Linked DNA regions of Capra hircus: region 2 is linked to region 1. Evidence: chromatin contacts called from public Hi-C data. All regions are on one chromosome and are shown on one strand. Each heading gives the region's core, a stretch centred on a gene start, on an enhancer-like site or on the middle of the called end of the contact. The rest is flanking DNA. Distances are from core to core; before and after follow the strand shown. Region 1 has its middle 19 kb from the start of PDE6H. Region 2 overlaps ARHGDIB (rho GDP-dissociation inhibitor 2).

Region 1 (6,132 bases), core at 432-2,931:
ACATAACATGGTGTGGAATAGACATAAAGCTCTTTCAAACTCTAAAGTTTCATTCTTTCTATTCCTAAATTCTAAATCTATCTTTTCTAGAATTTTAATAAGAAACAAGAAAATCCTGATTGCACAAACAGCACATAGGAAAGAGATAAAGCTAAATTATTGTCCCTATCAAACTCCCAGGAGTGGAGATGTCATATTAAGACAGAGTGAGGAAATTTTTAACAAAGGGACTATTTGCAAAGGTTTGGGAAGGGTTAAGCAGAATCTACGGAAGGTAGTAGAGTAACTTGGGGCTACATGACCAACCTAGACCTGAAGGAACCCTAAGGTCAGCTCTAATCATAAGAAACCACCACCACCCACCACCCACCTGGTGAGAGGGAGGTGGTCTTCAGTAGTGAGATACGGCCAACCCACCCTGATCACATGGGCAGTCAGGAGGGGAGGGGTGAGGCTAATTAACACCCCAACGTTGTTCTCCTGTGCTCTACTCTTGCCCTGATGCCTCCCATTGGATAAATCTAACTCTGAAGCAAAGGAGCTTATCAATGTGATCAGTAGGGTCCACTTACAACACCAAAGATCAGGTGGAGAAGGGTGGAAAGTGAGTGTGAAGAGGCAAGTTGGAAATGTACTGCATAGCAGTAGTATGGAAGAACAGACACTTTGTCAGCCACTGATGTTTACTTATAAGTGGGAAACAGCATGGATACGTTTGAAACCTCCAAATGTGATTCTAAAGGTAAACCTTGGAAGTGGAGGAAGCACAGTGTCAAATATGAAGAACACAACAGATGAAAGAGAACACTGCAGAAATTCTCATCAAATTTTAGGATTTGGAGGATTTAAAAAAATCTTTTATGTTTTGTTGATAAATAAGAGCTGTGGAGAATCTCTTCTTAAAATGCACAAAATTTGAGCCCCACTCCAGGTTTTCTGAATAAGAATCTCTAAGGAAGCTATCTTAGAATCTGTATTTTTCAAGAGTCCCCAATAATTCTTTGTTAAAACACTTTATTTTAGTTGGTATTTTTCACCATGGAGGATCTTAATCCCCGATCAGTGATCAAACCCATGCCTCCTGCAGCAGGAGGGCAGTCTTAAGCACTGGACCACCAGGGAAGTCCCTCCCCAGTGGTTCTTATATTTGTACCAGTTTGCACCCTGATGTGGCCCCAGACTACATTTTAAACATTAGGAATTAGCTAATGCTGAACATGTTGCCACCCAGTGACTGATTTAAGTGGTTCTCTGTGTTAGTCACTCAGTCGTGTCTGACGCTTTGCGACCCCATGACTGTATGTAGTCTGCCAGGCTGCAGAGTCCATGGAATTCTCCAAGAATACTGGAGTGGGGAGCCATTCCCTTCTTCAGAGGATCTTCCCGATCCAGGGAATTAAACCTGTGTCTCCCACATTGCAGGCAGATTCTTTACTGTCTGAGCCACCAGCCGCTGCTGCTGCTGCTAAGTCGCTTCAGCAGTGTCCGACTCTGTGTGACCTCACAGACGGCAGCCCAGCAGGCTCCCCCGTCCCTGGGATTCTCCAGGCAAGAACACTGGAGCGGGTTGCCATTTCCTTCTGGGAAGCCCTTATTTGCCTCTAGTAACATACGTAATGTGAGAGAATAGGGCCTAATAGTGTGAGTTCTGACTCAGACTCTTGTGTTGACTAATAGAATAGACAATGCCTCCCTCCTCCACACCTAACCCAGTTAAGTGCTTCTCCAGCTGCAGAGAATGTCAGAGAGTTCAGAATCTAAGTGCTGGACAAATTCCAAGAAGCCAGAGCCAAACCGGCACCATTATTCCTAGGGCTGACCTCTTGCCGGGGCCTTGCGAGGCCACTCTCCGTCCTTAGCCTCTGTCACTCCCTGTCCTTGTCTGCCTCCTCTGACAGGAGTAGGTGGACCAGGGACATAAAGAGCTTTTTCTGGACAGGTGGCGGCAGTGAACCTCACTTATCCTCCATCTCTTTCGTGTTTGTCGGTATCCTTGGGAAGAAGTTGGGGGTGATGGGGCTGGTGAGGTAGGCACCAATCCCTATTCCAGAGTTCCGAGCATCACAGTTAGAGCAGAAAATAGCATATAAGGAGCAAAAATGCTCCTCTGGTATGCATGCCTGAGGCAAACAGACACAGTTGCTATCAGACAATTGCTATGGTGCTGTTGACCTTGACTCTGAAAAAAAATCAAGCAGCACTGTAAACTGAGGAAAGGAGAGCGTTTTCTCAACAACTAGAGATGTGAAGGGAAAAGATACACAGACAAGAATAATCAGTAAGCCCAATATTCAGTGCAAGAGGGAAAATGATCACACAAGACTGAACAACATCAAAACCAATATTATGAGAACTAAGCAAATATGACACTGAATTATTTAAAAGAGAGAAGCAGAGGAGGGCTTATGTTTTATAGATGGCTAGAAGGGAAGGGTTACACAGGCCACAGAAACAGCATGTTTGTGTAAACTCGCTTGTGCTTTTTGCAACTGGAAATGAGCTGCTTGATTTCTAACATCACCATGGCGGAGTCAGACTGCTGAAAACTGAAATTTACAAGTGTGAATCATGGGGAAGATTCTCCACATCGGTCACACCATCTCCTTGGGGCAAAACAGCCAGGAGGCCTGGGCTCTGCCTGGCGGTGCTGCGCAGAGCCTGCTAAGTGATCAGGAATTCACTTGTCTTCTTTGGGCTCAGTGTGTGAGAATTAAAGCAAGGATATTGCATTAAATAATTGACAAGTATAAAATGCTAAAAACCAAGTAATAAATCTAGGCATATTTCAAACATGAACAAACCGTTTCTCTTTATGGCCAGAAGTCCTAAGTCACTGAGCCTCTTTCCAGCTTTTTGCATTGAATGGTTAACAACTTTCACGTTCCTCCAGGGCCCCCTAAACTAAATCGCATGCAGTGCTGCCACCTGCTGTCATGAATGAGCACTTCATGAGCACTGTGAAGACCTTATTTAACAAGAGTCTGAATCCATGGGGCTGATTCTGAATTTGTCCCTTTCTATTGACCAGTTTGAACTGTTAGGCTTCTTGGCTATTCATATTTGAAGTGCGGTGAAATGAAGTTGTGTCCGACTTTTTGCGACCCCATGGACTGTAGCTTACCAGGCTCCTCCGTCCATGGGATTTTCCAGGCAAGAGTACTGGAGTGGGGTGCCATTTTCTTCTCCGAGAGATCTTCCCCACCCCGGGGTTGAACCTGGGTCTCCCGCATTGTAGGCAGACACTTTACCGTCTGAGCCACCAGGGAAGTCTTATTCATATTTATCATGTACGTATTTGTCTACCCACAACATAAACATTAAAAGAGTATACAAGCGAACATAAACATTGAGAGTATACAAAATAAGCAAAGTCGCTCAGTTGTTTCCGACTCTTTGCAACCCCGTGGACTGTAGCCTACCAGGCTCCTCTGTCCATGGGATTTTCCAGGCAATAGTACTGAAGTGGATTGCCATTTCCTTCTCTAGTGGATCTTCCCGACTCAGGGATCGAACCCGGGTCTCTCTCAGTGTAGGCAGACACTTTACCGTCTGAGCCACCAGGGGGAACTAAAGACCATACTGCTGCCAAGTCTCTTCAGTAGTGTCCGACTCTGTGCGACCCCAGAGACGGCAGCCCACCAGGCTCCCCCATCCCTGGGATTCTCCAGACAAGAACACTGGAGTGGGTTGCCATTTCTCAAGTGAACATAAATTCAACATATGTCTTGTTTCCACGCACTGCTCTATGTCCATATCCAATGTGACTCTTGTCTTTAAGGAAAGGGGAATTTATGACTGAGTAATATTCCATTTATATATGTACCACATCTTCCTTACCCACTTTTCTGTTGATGGATATTTAGGTTGCTTTCATGTTTTGGCTATTGTCCTGCAACAAACATTGGGCTGCATGTATCTTTTTGAATTATAGATTTCCCTGGATATATGCCCAGGAGTGGCATTATAGGAATCATCTGTTAACTCTATTTTTACTTTTTAAAGGAACCTCCATACTGTTCTCCATAGTGGCTGCACCAATTTACATTTCCACCGACAGTGTAGGAGGTTTCCTTTTTCTTCACTGCCCCTCAGTATTTATTAATATTATTTGTAGACTTTCTCATGATGGCCATTCTGACCAGTGTGAGGTGATACTTCATTGTAGTTTTTTTTTGCCTGGAAAATTCCATGGATGGAGGAGTCTGGTGGGCTACAGTCCATGGGATTGCAAAGAGCTGGGCACGGCTGAGCGACTTCACAAAAATTAGTGATTTAGGCATCTTTTCCTGTGCCTGTTGGCCATCTGTATGTCTTCTTTGGAGAAGTGGCTATTAGATTTTCTCATTTTTTGAATATTCCTCAGCCATAAAAAAGAATGAAGTAATGCAATTTGCAGCAACATGGGGACCTACAGATTATCACGCTAAGCGGAGTAAGCCAGACGAAGACAAATATCATATGATCTTGCTTATATGTGGACTCTAAAAAAAGATATAAATGAACTTATTTACAAAACAGAAAGATACTTGCAGACATAGAAAACAAATTTATGGTTATCAAAGGAGAAAGGGGAAGGGGAGGGATAAATTAGGTGGTTGAGATTAACAGATACTACTACTATATATAAAATAGATAATCAACAAGGACCTGTATAGCACATAAATATATATATATATTCTTTTGAATCTTTACCCATATGAGTTATTATAAAACATTGACTATATATTAACATTTCATTATGTATTCTATTTATATTATATGCATTATATATTAATATGCATCAAAATTTTTACCTGGTATTAGAAAATATTGACTATTATCATATATTAGTATATCAATTAACATTATATATTACTACATATCAATTTTTACTTTTATCAGTTATTACAAAATGTTGACTATATAATAATTAATTAACATATATTAAGATATTATATTGGGCTTCCCAGGTGGCACTAATGGTAAAGAACCCACCTCCCAATGCAGGAGACATAAGAGATATGGGTTCAGTCCCTGGATCAGGAATATCCCCTGGAGGAGGACATAGCAATCCACTCCAGTATTCTTGCCTGGAGAATCCCATGCACAGAGGAGCCTGGAAGGCTACAGTCCATAGAGTCTCACAGAGTCAGACATGACTAAAGTGGCTTAGTACCCACACACAATATATTATACTAATCCTATTATATTAATATATAATATATACACATATACATATTATATTAATATATTCAATAATTAATATATTACTATATATTCAATATTTTGTAATAACTTTTAAGGGTAAAAAATTAAAAAAGAATATATGTATATAGGAATCAATGTGCTATACATTTGAAACTAATGTCATCCTGTAAATCAACTGTACTTTGATAAATAAGTAAATAAATAACAATAGAAAGGGAAAAAAAGAGAAAGAGAATTTGGACACAGACACAGACATGCAGAGGGAAGATGGCCATATGACAACAAGGGCAGAGATCGGAGTTGTGCTGTGACAGCCGAGAAACACCTGTACTATCAGAAGCTGGGTGAAGCAGGGAAAGATGCTTCCTTAGAGACTTGAGGCTGATACAGAAGTGAAGGTGTAATAGGTTTGGCTGATAAAGCACCTGTCAGGCATCTCAGAAATAGCCGGGTGGCTTGGGGGAATGGGCAGCAGACTCAGCTTCCTTCAGTGATGGTGAGGTCCAAACCAGAGAATCTGGTTTTGTGATTGTTTTTTGGTCATGCTGCCTGGCTCGCAGGATCTTAATTCCCTGACCAAGGACTGAGCCTTCTCCCTCAGCAGTGAAAGTGCTGAGTCCTAACCACTGGACCACCAGGGAATTCCCTATGATTATTATTGTGAAACCACCTTTACACTCAAGCTGTTACAACTTGTGTGTGTGCGTTGCTCAGTTGAGTCTCTTTGTGACCCCATGGACTGTAGACAGCCAGGCCTCTCTGTCCATGGGATTCTCCAGGCAAGAATACGGGAGTGAGTTGCCATTTCCTTCTCCAGGGGATCTTTCCAATCCAGGGACTGAACGTGCGTCTTCAGGATCGGCAGGTGGATTCTTTACCATGGAACCACCTGGAAAGCACAACAACGCAATTCACAAGCAGTTGGAGAGCATTTATTTATCATAA
Region 2 (6,172 bases), core at 1,640-4,139, 38 kb before region 1:
AGGAGACATAAGGATGGAAGTGGCAGATTCACCAGGCTTGGTCTTAGTGGCCTTGGATCTTCCTGTGATGTTATTTCTGCTTCAGGTACTTGTAGGCCCACCTTATTCATCAATAGCAAACATTTCCTGAGTGGCTATGGGTAAGGTACTCTGCAGTTGGTCAGGGTGCATCCATATCTTTGGGCCATGTCTGACTCTTCCGTTGTGTATTGGAAATGATGGATGTTAGGTAAGGAGAAGGAGAGAAGGAGAAAGAGAAGAGAGAATATGAAAGACCATGGAGAGAATCCAATTCTGAGTAATAGTCTGAAACTCCTTGTAAATCCTTCCTATGTGTTATTTTTGTCTATTTCAAGGCAACGTACACCTTATCTCCAAAGAAAACTTAATTATCCATCCATAACTTGGTCTGGCACATGGAGACTGCAGCTCACTCCCTTAAGCTTAGAAGCACTTGGTACCCTCTCCTTTGTACCTGCTCCTGAGTAGCTCAAATGTTTGCCTTTTCTATGCCCCTTGACCTGCCCCACTCTGTCTCCTAACATACACATACCTGCTACCACAGGACCATCCCCCAGGAGCGTTTTCTTGTACTTAATTAGACTTTCATCATCTTTGTCCATCTCCTGAAGCTCCTTCAGGGACTTTTGTGGGGGGGGTTTGTAGTTGAGCTTGCCATCCAGCTCATCGTCATCCTCTTCCACGTGTGGTTCTGGGGCCTTTTCAGTCATTTTGATCTAGAGGGAGACAGAAAGAGAGACAGTGATGATCTGTTGGCCAAAAGTCCATGGATATGAGCTGTGCTTGAGGGGCTGCTCTTAGTCTTGTCATTGTTTAGTCACTAAGTCCTGTCCAACTCTTTGTGATGCCATGGACTATAGCCTGCCAGGCTCCTCTGTCCATGGGATTGCTCAGACAAGAATATTGGAGTGGGTTGCCATTTCCTTCTCCAGGGGATCTTCCCGGCCCAGGGATTGAACCCACATCTCCTGCACTGGTAGATGGATTCTTTACCACTGAATCACCAGGGAAGCCCACTCTCAGTGCTATTTTTGCCCTAATAAACTTCTGTAATTGTCAATGATTTTCCAGGAGACTTCCCTCTGATTCAGCCTCATTCTATTTCACAAAATAAGACTATAACACATTCCAGGTTTTCCTGTGACATGTTTGAATGTTTTCATACTGTGATGAATCCCTCCTATTCACTCAATGAAACTGACAGTAAGTAACTCACTTGTGAATTGTATAAAACAAGTGAAGCAGCATAGCACAGGCTGTCCTGAACAATGAGCGAACAGCCCCAGTTCAGAGAGTTATAGAAATGATCATAGTCCTACAAACCCAGCCAGTCTTGCAGGTGTCAAAGTGCTCAGCATGTATCAATGCAATCCCAGTTATAATGGTGTCAAGTACTTGGTAAAGCAAGTTAGTTTTTCCCCATTCATTGCATCTTTCCCTGAACTCCTATAAGAGCTCAAAGGCAACTCATGAGAAGTTTGAGGCTCCTGTGATATCTGCCTGAGTGTCCTCCCCCTGCTCCCAACATTGCTAATAATTCCCTGAGGCCAGCTAGTGGGTTTGGTTTCTCTCTCACTTTAAAAATTTATTTGGCTGCCCTGGGTCTTCATTGCATCATATGGGATCTAGTTCCCTGACCATGGATCAAACCCAGGGCCCCTGCACTGGGAGCACAGAGTCTTAGACACTGGACCACCAAAAAGTCTCTTGAATCTCCTGAAACACTTGAATACTTGTCATTTTATAAGTGCTCATTGATTGGGTTAATAGGCTCTATATCTAATGAGCTTCTGTTCTTTTGAAATAACACAAAATAATAAAGGACTCCAACTTCTTCTAGACAAATTGCAACTGTCTCTTTAGTACCCTTCTATCCATCTCCACTTCTCCTTTAGCACCTCCTTCTCTTCTCCAGATCTCCTGTGACCTTATGCTCTAAGACCTCACCTGGGCATACCCTGTTTTCTTCCTACATCGTCTACATTTACTCGTTTTGTGTTAAAACATCAAGAGAAGATCTAATACAATTATTTACACTTAAGTGTTAATGACTGATTGTAAATTTAAAAATTATTTTTCTTAAAGCATGTATAGTCCGAGCTTTTCAGAGTTGAAATGAACTGTGGAGGTGATATAGTCAAAAAACTTGCTAGTCACTCAGTCGTGTCCCAACTCTTTGTGACCCCGTGGACTGTAGCCCACCAGGCTCCTCTGTCCATGGAATTCTTCAGGCCATAATACTGGAGTGGGTAGCCATACCCTCCCCTTGTTTTATTACTGAGAAACTCAAAACCCAGAGCTTAAGAGAACTGCCCAAGTTCATGTATCTCAATGAGATGCCCTGTCCTAATAAAGAGGAAGGAATCTCTAGGAAGAATTTCAGGCCTGGGATTCGCAGAAATGGAGCTATTTGGGGAAAAAAGGGAGATATTTAGACAAGGAGATAATTTCCTGGTTTCCTTTCATTCTGCTCCCAGGGTAACTCTCTTCCCTACCTTGGGTAAAGTCTTTACTATTCCGGAGCGGTAGAACTCTAAGACAATACCTATCACATCTCATCTTATGCGACCCTGCCAAGTCCTATAAGGTTCCTCTCAGAGTGAAGCTATCTGTGGCCAAAATCAGCTGTGGTTTCAACTTTTAATGTTGCTATTATTGGCAATGGGAAGAAAAATAATTTGGAAGTCAAACAAATGCAATTTTAACAGAGGAAAAAAAAGGAAAGGAAAAGAAATGATATCTCTTGGCTCATTTATCCTCTTCCAGAAAAATAACGAGCTGAACACTAGGAGCCTTGATCAACTCTTCAAACAGTATTGCATAGGCTGGGCCCACTTCCTGTGCAGGAAGGAAGCCTGTAGGCCTGTTGCTATGGCAACTCTTGCTTCTGCGGAAGAACCAGCACCACTCAGAGCTGAGCCTCTAGAGAACAGCACAATAAACAGAGTGACTAATTCAAGTCCTACTCCAAACAACACTCAGGGAAAGTGAATGAACTGGCTGGAAAGACGATGAAGGATGCAGTGGGTGGAGGTTGTCGGCTGTGGGTAGTTTAAGGACAACCATTAAGCCACAGATAAAGAACAATGCAGATGAGACTAATTAGATGAGACAGGTTCTCCTCTGGTGACACCCAGAACCCTGACCAAATACCCAGGGTAGAGGTCACATAAAAAAACTGCCGACAGAGCATCAGCAAAGCTATCACCATGTGAGGACATCTCAGCACTGCAGAGAGGCCTTTCTGGAATGTATTACTTGGTTCTCACAAGTCGTGTGCTTGGAGTTTGACTATGAGAGGATGACATCACATCCAGACACTAATTAGCTCAAGGTGATTTTAATAATCTGTAGGGAAATGACAACCCACTCTAGTATTCTTGCCTAGGAAAATTCCATGGACAGAGGAGTCGGGCAGGATATAGTCCATGGGGTCGTAAAGAGTTGGACATGACTGAGTGACTGAACACACACACAGAAAATTGTAATTCTGCACCCTCAAACCTCAATTTTGAAAGGAGAAGGAAACAGACACACACAGAGAGAAAGATCTGGTCTAGGACAGTACTTTCTAACTTTTAATAGTGTCATACTTGGCAACATAATTTATCTGTCATCTAGATCCTGATTTTTTAATTGGTGAGACATGTCACTTCTAAATTTTTATTATATCTAAACAGATATAATAATTGCTCAGTGAAAATGAGCCACACATTTATTTAATGTGAAGCAGAGAAATGGCAACCCACTCCAGTATTCTTGCCTGGAGAATCCCATGGATGGAGGAGCCTGGTGGGCTACAGTCCATGGGGTTGCAGAGTCAAACATGACTGACCAAGCAACTTAACTAACTAACTAACTAACTAGAGAATTGAAGAGCAGAGAATAATGTGGGATTACGATATGAAATTGTGGCAGTCAAGAGGAGGAAATTTGGGACCACATGAAAATAATTTGGTCTAATTATATAGCATAAGAAAAAGAGATATGAAGTCAGATGACTCCAAATCAGTTCACTCTGAAGAGCTGATTAGAAAAAAGGAAAAAAGGTGAAAATGTCATAAAATGATAAGGAAAGGACGGGAAAGCACTTCTCAGGGAAAGCCCTTCTGAAAGCAAAATGAAGGTCACAAATATTTGATGAGCATCTAGCATTTACAAGACACTGTTCTTTAGCACATACTGATGTTTAAGTTATTCTCCAAAGTGGAAAAAGTTGGGAGATGAGCAATCTAGCCGTACCAAAAATGCCCAGCTGGTTTGATTGGTGGTTCTTAATCTTTCTGGAGATTGCAAGTCTCTTTAAAAATCTAGTAAGAGTCATGGTCTTTATAAAAGGAGAAAACCAAAAGCCCATGAAATCGTGCAAGCAGCACAGGGATTCACGGAGCCCTGAAGTCCTTCATAGACTCTACTGGAGTTCATGACTAAGAACATGACTTGAAACTATAGCTTGGAAGCAGTGAAGCAAAGCACTGAGTGTTAAACATGGACTTCCCTGGTGGCTCAGATGGTAAAGCATCTGCCTACAATGTGGGAGACCCAGGTTTGATCCCTGGATTGGGAAACCCTCTGGAGAAGGAAATGGCACCCCACTCCAGTACTCTTGCCTGGAAAATCCCATGGACGGAGGAGCATGGTAGGCTATAGTCTATTGGGTTGCAAAGAGTTGGATACGACTAAGTGACTTCACTTTCTTTTTCACTTTTTGCTTCTCTCTGAAGCCTGGCCAGACTAACGACACAACTCAGCCTCAAGCCAAGGATCATGGCTGTGAACCTGAAACCCTGGACCTGCAGAGGCAGGAGGAGATACCAAGTAACGTCTGGATCTCAGGGAACATAACCATAGTCCAGTAGAAGAGCTGTGGTTTGGGAAGAGTTCTGGGTCAATCTACTTGATTTTGGATAATTATCCCCTCAATGAACTAGGCCTCATCACGCATGAGTTTTCATTCTGGCTTTGTCACTAACTAGCTATGACCCTGTGAGCAAATGTTCCAACCACTGTGATCTTCCTTTCCTCATCTTGGGAGGTGACGGGTTAGGGGAGACCGTCTCTAGGTGCTTCCTTTTCTAAAGTTGCTACCTGTAGTCAGGTGTCAGCTCAGTTGTCCTTCAATTACCTTATTTCACCTGTATAAAAGGCTATCTGCCTCTGTTTCATTGTTTCATATTTTTTATTTATGTGAATTCCCCAAAGAGTCTGCATTTGCAATTTTACAATTCATTTCCAGGGAATTTCAGATTCTCCTGAAGCCCCAACTGGTTAATATATCTTGACACCAGTTTCCCAAGCTAACTGTGTATGTATAGTTAACTACAAGTATCATTTTTCTCCTTCTAAAAATAGTTTAAAACTTTTTTGTTTGTGTTGTGTGTGTGTGTGTTTTGTTTGTTTTTCTTGTTGTTTGTTTGTTTGTTTTTTGGCTGCACTATGTGCCTTGCAGGATCTTGGTTTCCTGACCAGGAATTGAACCCTGGCCATGGCAGTGAAACCACAGAGTCCTAGCCACTGGACCACTGGGGAACTCCCTCATTTTTCTCTTTTTACCCTTCCATTTTGTAGGAATTTTAGGGAAATGCCAGGTTGCTCTCCAATTGCATCATCTAAAGAACAGCTTTTTTGTGTGTGTTGGAGTATAGCCAATTAACAATGTTATGATAGTTTCAGGTGAACAGTGAAGGGACTCAGTCATACATATACATGTATCCATTCCACCCCAAACTCCTCTCCCATCTAGGCTGCTACACAACATTGAGAAGAGTTCCCTGTGCTGTACAGTAGGTGCTTGTTGGTTATCCATTTTAGGAATAGCAGTGTGTACATGCCCATCCCAAACTCCCTAGTTATTCCTGCCCCCCACTACCCCCCACCCCCCAAACCATAATTTCATTCTGTAAGTCTGTGAAGAACATCTGGTTTTGTTATTGATAACAATAATTCTAACAGCTATCACACATAGTGCTAAACCCTGTCCCGAGGATTATCTCACTTGGTCCTCACCAGAGCCTTAAGGATGGCTGTTATCATCATTGCCTTCTACAGATTAGGAAACTAAACTTGAAGTAAATAACTTGCCCGAGAAAGCACGCTGTGTAAGTGACAGCATGAATATGAGCCCGGAGGGTTTCTGACAGGAGGCTCTAAG

Evidence for each region. A called contact is a pair of places that touch in the nucleus more often than the background predicts.
Region 2: a Hi-C map of blood shows a contact between it and region 1, with 2.6 times the contacts expected there. The contact joins two enhancer-like sites. A contact is called at or near these places in 2 of 5 Hi-C or Micro-C datasets (both in blood).

What each region holds. Positions count from the first base shown.
Region 1 is chr5:93,510,315-93,516,446 of ARS1.2, reverse strand. No RefSeq gene overlaps it. Among named protein-coding and RNA genes, the nearest start is that of PDE6H, 19 kb to the left of the region's middle. Within about 2 kb of position 1,681, at least 2 of the 5 cell types and tissues checked have an H3K27ac peak or open chromatin away from gene starts, as enhancers often do.
Region 2 is chr5:93,549,603-93,555,774 of ARS1.2, reverse strand. It overlaps ARHGDIB (rho GDP-dissociation inhibitor 2), which reads right to left. Exons shown (of 6, transcript XM_018048439.1): 2 at 554-737. The coding sequence starts at 731. Among named protein-coding and RNA genes, the nearest start is that of ARHGDIB, 8.9 kb to the right of the region's middle. Within about 2 kb of position 2,889, at least 1 of the 5 cell types and tissues checked has an H3K27ac peak or open chromatin away from gene starts, as enhancers often do.